Linked DNA regions of Mus musculus: region 1 is linked to region 2. Evidence: chromatin contacts called from public promoter capture Hi-C data. All regions are on one chromosome and are shown on one strand. The core of a region is the stretch at or near the end of the contact, and the rest is flanking DNA. Distances in the headings are between cores, read along the strand shown. Region 1 has its middle 21 kb from the start of Mir146. Region 2 holds the start of Atp10b (ATPase, class V, type 10B).

Region 1 (5,032 bases), core at 1,078-3,577, 200 kb before region 2:
AAAACATACCTTTTGTTGGACCAGGTACTGCACATCTGTAATCCTAGCATCTGAGTGGCTGAACAATATATATTTATTATTTCATATATATGTGAATATATACACATATATTCAACATGTATTTTGAAATCCTATCTCCAAACAAACAGACAAAAGAGCTATGTGTGGTGGTCCATGTCTGTAATCCTAGTACCTAGGTTGTTGAGTTAGAATTATTACTGTGAGTTTATGACCAGCCTGGACAACTTGGTCGAGTCAAGGCTCATCTTAAACGCAGTGAGACCTTGTCTTGAAAAGTCAAAGAAAACAAGAGAAACCAACCAACCAACCAACCAACCAACCAACCAACCAACCAATCAACCAAATGTCCTTAGGTTATTAAGGATTATAAACAATATATGGGGCTGGAGAGATGGCTCAGCTGTTGAGAGCACTGGCTGCTCTTCCAGAGGTCCTGAGTTCAATTCCCAGCAACCACATGGTGGCTCACAACCATTTGCAATGGAATCTGATGCTCTAATTCTGGTGTGTCTAAAAAGAGTGACTGTGTACTCACATACATAAAATAGGTAAATAAATCTTTAAAAATAATATATTAAAGCATCCGTAACTTAAAATGATTGTTCACTAAACAGCAGCTAATGGTTTAGCTACCTTCATGACACGACTATCTGGTTTTCCTTGCCTCGAACACAATGGATTAATACATGTGTAAGATCAGTATCTTAGTCTACAATAATGTCTCAAAACTATGGAGCAACTGTTCCTCAAGTGCTACAAAGGAGCTCATGGAAATGAGCCATCTAAATCCACCTTCACGTCAGCCCTGAAAAGATAAGTTAAACATTTAACTTCCCTTCCATGGGCAGATGGCCCCTGATGGGGTTTGAACAATTTATCAAATAAGCTGGAGAAAGATATCATTCATGTTCCAGAAGATCTCAACAGACTTGGGTGATAGGCTAAATTAAACAAGATGAACTGTTTTATGAAAAATTGTAAAACCTACTACCTATTGGGTTCCATTTCTTTTTCCTTTTCTTTTGGCACAGCATGGAAAGGGAGAAGTGGCAGGCTTAGGGCTTCCTGTGGCTGAAGTTCAGTGGGAAGCCATTGTGGGGATCCAGCTATCTACACAAAGTGGTCTTTGTCCTTCCTCATCAATAGAACAAGGAAAGTCAGAAGGAGGAAGGTGCTGCTTGCTCAGCGTCTCTCCACAGACCACATGCCTACAGTAGGATGACAGATTCCCAGGATATAGGCTGAGTAAACGCCACAACCCAACTGCATTACATGGAGCACATATGTGGCATCTGAGCTCTTTTGTGCACAGTGGTAAAGGTAGCTGGGTGTTTTTGAATGGAGTTAGAATGCAAGGCATTGGGGGTCAGCAGACTAAAGCTTCTCCCACCATCAAAGGTGGACACCATTCCATAAGGTCCATCCTCTCACCGCTCACTAAGGCTTAACTAATCCCCAATCTGGAAGCTGCTTTGAAGAGCTTTCTCTAAATGGAGACAGGGCATACACACTGATCCTCTCTTTGGGGAATTTGAAAGTGGGAAAATGATTGAAAATCAGGTAGTGCGTGACAGATCTATAAACTGAATTGTTCTCTGGAGGAGGCCAGGCTGTTAGAGGGGCAGGATAAAGGAGTACGGAAACGTTAAGACAAACAGGAACAAGAATGAGGAAGCAGGAACCCTTAGCTACAGTAGAAACAATAAAAGAGGTGGAGTTTACTGAAGGTCAACCTGGGTTTGCTGAAGCAATGATGGCTTCTCTATTCATTTCAGAAGAAACAGAGTTGCTTTGCCAGCTCTGCTTTCCCCTGGAAGCTTCCTGACGCTTCACTTGAGGTTCATCTTAGGTCCACCATTGAAGTACCTCCTACTACCTGAGGTAGTCTGTGGGAATACCTGTTCTCTGTAAAGAGAAGGTATTTAAAAGTTTCACGTGGTGAGCTAGAGCCCCCAGGAGACTGACTATGAGGTCATAGATGCCTGGGGGCTGTCACGTGGAAAGGATGGTCAAAGGAGTGTGGATGTCTGTGTAGAGCAATGATTTTCACAGTGAGAGCCTCAGACAGCCACAGGGCATCTGGAAACTCCATTTCTAGGTCCACCTTGGACTCACCAGATGAGAAAATTTGGGGGTGAGTCCACCACTGAGGGGTTCTACAAAATTGTTCCATCTGAGGCATCCTTAAGTTTGAGAACAGTTACCCTAGAGATGAGATTTGACAATGACATGGCAGAATATGAGTGTGAAGAAAGGTAAGAGAGCAGTCAGTAGAGCCAGTTCCCATTAGGTTTCAGGAACTTGGTCCCGTGAGCCTAGGAATGCTGTAATTCTGTTGTGTAATTCTGACACAACAGAACTGCTGCTGCCCAGTACCCTGGGAACTGATTTTTTTTTAAAAAACTAGGATTAAACTTTAAACAATCCTGTTGGCATAGCAGAGATCCCACAACAGCAAATGATGTGCACAGCAGCTCACACTTGTAGAAATTTTAAATCCCATTCTGGGGTTTCTACCCTGCCTTGATCATTCAGTTCCCAGATAAAAGACACACAAGCAACCTTTATATTTTCATTAAGCCTGAAACAGCATAAGAACTGGGCAGAGCTCTATGCTATTAGAGTCTTCTTTCCTATCGATAACCCCAAGTTATTACTTACTATATTTTATCTGGGCTGTTCTTAACTCCTATTGGCCAGCTCTCAGGGCCATGTTTTTATGGCTCAGCTAAACCATGGCTGCTTCTCCTTCCTCTTTCACCTCTTCTCCCTCCTGGTTCTCCTCTGATTCCAAGCCTGGGAATCCTAAACCCCACGTATGTCTCTTCTGCCCAGCTATTGGCTGTTGGCATAGTTATTCACCAATCAAAAATAACAAGATCACACAGTGTCACTTGGGTCTACATGAGGACTCTCTTATCTTTGGGACAACCAGGTTTTGGGGACCCAATATTAGCATTAGGATACAAGTAGCACTAGGCCAACCAACTATACACTTTGGCCACCCAGAATTGTGAGCCAGTCTGTCTGATGACACCATGGCTTCAGAACATGATAATATACATGCCTGTACCCATAGAAACCCACCTTGTTACATCTTCCAAATGAAGACCCCTGTCTATTATTCTATTATCTTATGCAGCCCATGGTGCTCTAGTTATTGCCCAGCAGCACACGTCTTCTTACAATCTGGTCTAAGAGTTGAATTCCTCCAGCATGTGTGGCTCAGCCTGCTCTAGCGAGCACAGTTCCCAGGTGCTTGAAGGAGACAGAGTAGGTATGATATATATATGAGCAGAAGGCAATACTAGATTCAGAGACTGGGAAAAGGGAGACAGAAAGCATGAAACCCAAGCAGTTCCCGCTGCTTTGAGGAGGGCTGGGGCTGCTTAGAGTTGGCTGTGTGTCTCTGCTTGTTCAAGAATGGCTCTTGACCTGCAGATACTATAGAGAACTGTGAAGTTCCTGAGCTCAAGAAGATGCTAAAAGAGGAAGTGTGAAGTAGGCAGCAGGCTATGCAGATCAGGAACAGGGACTGAGGATGGGCATCAGAGACTTTGTTGCCATGGTAACTCTGGGGCTAGGGTAGCAACGAACTGATTGTGTCTTTATGAGCCTTTCTTGGGGCTTCTTGTCATGTTCCTTTCTGAGTTAGGGGTCAATCCTGGCTCCTACTTTCTACCATGCAATTAAAAATTTCTGGGAGTGAGAGTCTACCTTGTCACTTGCTCATGGGGACCTCTAGGTCCTCATTAAACTGGCTTCAGTAAGACTCCAACATCAGAGCATACAAGTATAGGACACCTGAACAAGCATTTGGGGACGGGAGGCCACACTCTAGACACCAATGTCAAATATACATGTTGAGTCTCATGGTGGTGATCATGAGTGCATGGGCAAGCTGCTTTTCTAAGTTATGGGATCATTTTCAGACTGACCCTGAACAATGTCCATGCAAGCACTCAGCCCATGTTATTATTGATATTCTTGCCTTGGTATTGCAACACACTTCCAAAGTTCAAGTGAAGAGGGCTGGATAGATTGCATCAACCCTTCTCCACAGCTCCTGAAGCAGAGGCAAGGAATCTTATGATCTAGTATGAATAAATGTCCTTCTTGCGGTCTGTGGGGACAAGGTCACCAAAGCAGCCAGTGGTACCAACCCCTGCCCCAGCTGGCTGCCATCAGTGTTTGAGAATCCAAAACAGATTTTTTTTGAAAGATTTATTTATTATGTGTGAATATACTGTTGCTCTCTTTGGACACAAGAGAAGAGGGCATCAGATTCCATTACAGATGTTTGTGAGCCACCATGTGGTTGCTGGGAATTGAACTCAGGACTTCTGGAAGGCCACTGAGCCATCTCTCCAGCCACCCCACACCCCCCAACAGGTTTTGTATCAGCGATTTTTCTCTGGCTTTATCCATTCCATTTTCCTATCTCCCTGGCCTGGAATTTGGAAGGGCCCTGGGAACTTCTCTCAGCAACTCCTTTCCTCTCTTGTCAGTCATTTCTCTGACCCATGTCTGATTGTCAGGTTTCCATGGGGAGCCCTAGCCTCTCGAAGACTCTCTGTTTTCTGTTCTTAGATGGGCTTGAAGAAACCAGAAAAGGCATGTGAGGCAAAAGCTGCTTGAATTGATAACAATGGGACTGGCAACCTCAAATTCCCTTCCATTGAAAATTCCTGGGGGTGGGGGTCGGGATGGGGCTCTTGCTTTCAGTACTTTTAACTTTTTATCATGCCTCTTTGGATTAGGTTTTTGGTGGGCTTTCCAAAACTTGGGTGGAAGGTGTCCACTAAGAGTGGGAAGGGGTGCAAAAGCAGATGTCTATTTGCCACAAAAAGGAGCAAGTAAGGAAAGGTTAAGATGTGTACGTTTCCCACACACATTTGGCCTCTGCTTCCTTCATCCAATGAGGCAGCTGAGTCTTGACTCCCATTCTTGTGTCACAGAACAAGTTGGAGAAGTTACAGCACCCTGGGATGAGTCCTGCGCCTTTCTTTCT
Region 2 (5,497 bases), core at 1,417-3,916:
GATGTTGATGCTTGGAGTCTCCCTCAATCACTCTCTACTTTATTAATGAGGAGGGTCTCTTACTTGACTCAGAGCTCATTGATTTCACTGATCTAAACAAGGCAATTTCACTCCGGGGCTCCCTTGTCTCTCTCTGTCTCCTAAGATCTGGGTCTACAGGCAGATAACTTCCCACTTGCCCAGATTATACAGAGGTTCTGGGGATCTGAACAGTCTAGTCCTCATATTTGGCTCAGTGAATATTTACCCCTCAGTGAGTTATCTACCGAGGGTGTCTCTTTATCTTTTCATCCAGTCATGTCTGAATTGTTACTTCTTCAAGGGAGTCTTGGCTGACATTGCTCTGTTTACCAAATTCACACTGTAAAGTACCACATACCTTTCTTTGCAAGTATTTTTTTTTCTAGTTATAGAATTAAGTCAATTTGGCAATTTAAAAATTAATGTATCTCCTTCACTAAATGGGGCAAACAATGAGTTCAGTCTCTTCTTTCCATATATGTTTACTACGCAAACACATGATGTGATAAGTCAACACTTGATAAATGAGAGGAGCTTGTTCCATATGTACATTTGGATATCAAAGAGAACTGCATCATCTCAGCAGCAATGCTAGGCCATGGTATATATTGTTGGGAGACCCAGCTGCATACCTATGAAACTGCTCAAAGAGATTCTGGGGCAGGAAGGTGAGGAGAGTGTACTTGGTTGTACAGATGCTGTTGCCTGGGTACCTCCTGCAGACCTTCTTCCAGTCCTGGTGACACATGCTGTTGTTGGGGTATACGACCCGCTGCTCTGCTGTGTTGTGGCTCTGTCTGTCTGTCTCTGGAGAAAGCAGTGGTGTGGTTTCTGATGGAGATTGGGAGAAGCCATCTTGGGTTCGCCATTTCCATCGGAGCCAAGAAAAGTCAAGAGAGCAAGTCATTTCTGGGATCAGGTGACAATAGTCTGCAAACACACAGGAAGTTGCTGTGATCAGGAGAGCTGAGTGGAATGTGAACACAAGAAGTCACTATGGTAAGGAGGATAATACAACATGGCATCTCTTCTTTTGTACATGTAGAGTTCAATCTTAGAAAAATAGAAAAAGTTCCTGCGATGCATCTGTTTTAAGGTCAGATACATTAAGTAAACAATAAAAAAAAATTATACAACTACCACAAGGATCAGCATTGTGAAAGCAAGTGATGGTGTCAGTGTGGCAGTTGTTGATGACATGGTTGATGATGTCATGGAAAAGCCAAATTGTGGTCTGCAAAGATGGGATGCTAGGAGGCTAAATTTGGCTCATTCTTAACAGTAAACGTTCTCCATTCACCTTGTTCATCTTCAACATAAAAAGAAGAAAGAGGGGCTAGAGAGATGGCTTAGTGCTTAAGAGTGCAGTTCTTACAGAGAACCCAGGTGAGTTCAGTTCCCAGCCATCAGATGGCTGCCAATTACATGCAAATCCAGTTTCAGGGGATCTGATAGTCTCTTCTGGGCTCTGTAGGTACTAGGTATACACATCATATACATACATACATATATACATTCAAGCATGTACATATAGACACATGATATAAAAATAAAGAAACCTTTAAAATAATGAATTGGCTTTTAAAAAATGAAGAAAGCTATTTTTACCATCCTTTGCTCATGTGGTTAATTTAAATTTTTAATGTATATGTATAGATATGTATTTTACCAGCATATTTGTCTGTGTACCATTTATGTGTCTGGTGCCTGAAGAGGCCAGAAGAGGTTATTGGATGTCCTGGAACTAAACTTACAGACAGTTGTTAGTCACTATGTGAGTGTGAGGATTGAACCTAGGTCCTCTGGAAGAATAATCATATTCCTAATACTATCCATGTAGGAACAAATTTGAGAGGAACAAATTGGGAAGTACATAAAATTGTGTTGACATATTTTAAGACAAAATGAGAAATGTTTATATTTTAAATACTTTTTAATTGAATTTTTAAAAAAATTAGTTAACATATGGCTGGACGGTGGTGGTAGACACTTTTAGTTCTAGCACTTGAGAGAGAGAGGCAGGAGGATCTCTGTGAGTTCAAAGCCAGCCTGATTTAAAGAGAGAGTTCAAAGATAACCAAGCCTACACAGAGAAATCCTGTCTTGAAAAACCAAGAACCAAAAATTAAATTAAATTAAGTTAAAAAGTTAGCATACTATGTAATGGGTTTTATTATAACATTTTTATCCATATATGTCAACATGCTTTGTTTTAATTGCTCCACCCACTCTCTCTCTGCATGCCCTATGTACTTCCCCCTTCTGGTCCACTCCTTCTCCCTCCAGAGTTGCCTCCTTCAATTTCCATGTCACATGGATTCCATTACCAAGAGTTCTTTAGTCTTTAGGATTTCTTTGGCTATGAACATTTTAACCTTACAAAATTTCAGAGCAGGACATCAAATGGATGGGTCTGGGGACATAGCTTGTAGGCAGAGTACAAAAAGCAAGAGGCATTGGGTTCCACCAAACATAAACCTATTCCTTAGTTAAGGTTTTACTGCGGTGAACAGACACCATGGCCAAGGCAAATATTATAAAGGACAACATTTAATTGGGGCTGGCTTACAGGTTTAGAGGTTCAGTTCATTATCACCAAGGCAGGAGAATGACAGCATCCAGGCAGGCCTGGTGCAGGAGGAGCTGAGAGTTCTACATCTTCATCTGAAGGGTGTTAGGAGAATACTGGCTTCCAGGCAGCTAGGATGGGGTTTTTAAGCCCACATCCACACTGACATACCTACTCCTACAAGGCTACACCTACTCAAACAGGGCTACACCCTCTAACAGTGCCACTCCCTGGGCTGAGCATATACAAACCATCACAACCTGGTATAGAGGGCATTCGTCCATAATCCCAGCACTCAGGAGACAGGCAGGAGGACTAGCAGTTCAATGTCATTATCAACTATACAACAATTTGAATGGCAGCCTAGTAGGTTTTATAGGTTCTCTCTCTCTGCGTCTCTGTGTCTCTGTGTCTCTCTCCTTTTTCTTTCTATCTTTCTGTTTGTTGTTGCTGTTGCTGGTATTTCAATGAGAATGGAAAGTGGAACAGCGCAGAAAGATACTTTTCAAGGACACCTGGACATGCAGTGACTAGGCTGTGGTGACCACTGCTTGTATCATAAATGTAAGCTGGTCTTTTCTATCATCTTTGTCTTGGGGATTATAATTCCATTTGGTATATCTCACACCTGAGTGCCTGGCCAAGAAGATATTCTTCCTAGATGGCTGATTTGATTGTTACTATATTTGGATTAAGACATGTCTAGGGTAGCAGTTCTCAACCTGTGGGCTGTAACTCCTTTGTCAAACCTCTGATTCCAAAAATATTAACATTATGATTTATAACAGAAGCAAGGTTATAGCTATAAAGTAGCAATGAAACAAACAATTTGTGCTCCATAATATAGGAGTTGTATTAAATAAATGCAGCATTCAGAAGACTGGGAAGCACTGTTCTGAGGGATGCCTGGGCACCGATGGCTCCGGCTCCGGCTTGATGCATTTGCACTGTGACAGTATTATTGTGGGGTGGTGAAAAGTAGGAGGCCAAGCCTCTTTGCAGATAACGTAAGTCTCTGGGCTGTGACTTGTTTTGGCCTCAGCCTGTGTAATCTTCTCTTTTTGCTTCCTATCCATCAGAATAGGAAGAAGAGAGGCTGGGGCCCAGCTCTAGTGGTTTTAGAACCTGAAGGAGGATGTATGGAGTCTGTGAAAGACTTGGACGGAGAAGAGCAGTTCATACACTCTGGCACGGAGACAGCTCAGTTTACCTCTATTCCCATATCTATTTTTTTTCCACAGCTGAAAAGTTTTATATTAATTTTTTTATGAACAACCTCTTTTAAGGACCTCCTACATTTGCAAATAATGTGCACACTGTACTTTTCCCTTCCTTCTCTTCCTCAATCCCTGCTTTTTTCTGGTAACCCATAATCCACTTGGCCTCAGCAATCAGTTAATATTTAACCCAGAACACAGGTACATAGCCAAGTGTCTGTAGTTGGCAGCAATTGCAGTTACAGTATAAAGAAGTGATAGGCTACATATCCAGGAAATTCGGACTTATTTATTGGTACCTACTGTCTCCCCACATCCTGATCAGGAGATCTAGTTCCTTTAATGCCAAGGGCTCCCAGCAAATTAGTAACCTGAGACAGTTCCTCTCTCTTGTTTTAGCATCTCTGAGTGTTCTCATTTATTCTTGGAACCAATGATCCAGCAAGACCTTTCTCAATTTTTGATAATCACCTAACTGTTGTTTGGAACAGTTGCGTGGGCAAATTGTTGTCCGAGCCAAGTTCCTATCGGGAGAGAACATCTGGCCATCAGCTGACATACCCAGACAAGCTCTGGTGTTGACTCAACCAAATCATCCTTATTAACAAGCAAAGGAGTTAATAAGGATCTCTTCTGCTCCCACAATCCTCAGAGATGAACAAGAGTGAATCATGGCTGGAGCTTTCTTTTTCTGATTCTAGGGAAACGTCTGTCACAGACAAAGTGTCAGTAAAAACTGCCAATAGCAGAGCCAAAAATCTGCAAACACAAGGCAAAAGTGAACCAAGAAATCCCTCTGGAAAGGCCAGGAGATTCTGGCCTCACAGGTTCTTGCCTTGAGGGGACCCAGCTCTTCAGGCCTTAACTTTGCTTGACATTTATAGGCCCTTTCTGGAAGAGGCTTGGCCACTGTCAGAACTTTTACACAGTGCTCCCTCCACCACAAAGTTCTGCCCAAGCACATGGAGTTTGGTGGTTTGAATGTGAACAGCCCCCATGGGCAAATATTTTAGAATACAGTCTCTGGTTGGTAGAATTATTTAATGACTATCTCCCTGCTGACAAGCTCCTGGCCATGGTGATCATGGGCTCTAATGCTCTGGGAACTGGAGCCCCAAATTAAATGCTTCTTTTGTAAGTGGCCTTGGTCATGCATGGCAATAGGACCGGAGCCAAACAACCTTGGACTGAACTCCATGAGCCAAAAAGAGGCTGCTTTGCAGAAGTTGTTTTTGTTGGGTATTTTGGTCCCAGTCACTCAAAGGTGACCAGCAATTGTAGAGTATGGTGCTTAGCATCAGATTTCCCTGCTGCCAGGCTCGTTAACAGAATCCACAACTAAACCCTCAAAGTTCCTCCACACCAATTTACTTAACATCCTAGAAGCAAATTATCTCAAAGTTATACTTTGTGAAGTTAGAAGCTGTATATAATGGTCTTTTTCATGTACTGGGCTCATGGGATTATTTTTTCTTGAATAAATACATGACTTAATGTCAGTTGTTATTAATCTTACAGTGAACAACCCAGGCTGCTATTGAAAATCTGATCACTTAGCAGGAGAAAAAAAAGCTCCATGTGTAGTTTAAATGATAATACTTTACTTTCCTGATGCTCACATGACCTGGTCTTCGTCCTTACTCTCCTCAGGGCTTTGATCAATCTGAATATTTTTTTTTCAATCTATAGA

Evidence for each region. Promoter capture Hi-C pulls out the DNA fragments that hold promoters and counts their contacts.
Region 1: a contact with region 2 is called in a promoter capture Hi-C map of liver, with 2.5 times the contacts expected there. The contact joins the enhancer-like site here to the promoter of Atp10b in region 2. A contact is called at or near these places in 2 of 39 promoter capture datasets (both in liver), 2 of 15 datasets of contacts at CTCF or cohesin (large pre-B cells and pro-B cells), 1 of 484 Hi-C or Micro-C datasets (cortical neurons) and 1 of 9 other capture datasets (liver).

What each region holds. Positions count from the first base shown.
Region 1 is chr11:43,350,521-43,355,552 of GRCm38.p6, reverse strand. No RefSeq gene overlaps it. Among named protein-coding and RNA genes, the nearest start is that of Mir146, 21 kb to the left of the region's middle. Within about 2 kb of position 2,327, at least 55 of the 459 cell types and tissues checked have an H3K27ac peak or open chromatin away from gene starts, as enhancers often do. A contact at or near this core is called in liver and pro-B cells, where this site is marked.
Region 2 is chr11:43,147,046-43,152,542 of GRCm38.p6, reverse strand. Atp10b (ATPase, class V, type 10B) reads right to left here and starts at 2,666. Exons shown (of 23, transcript NM_176999.3): 1 at 2,591-2,666; 2 at 654-951. The coding sequence starts at 928.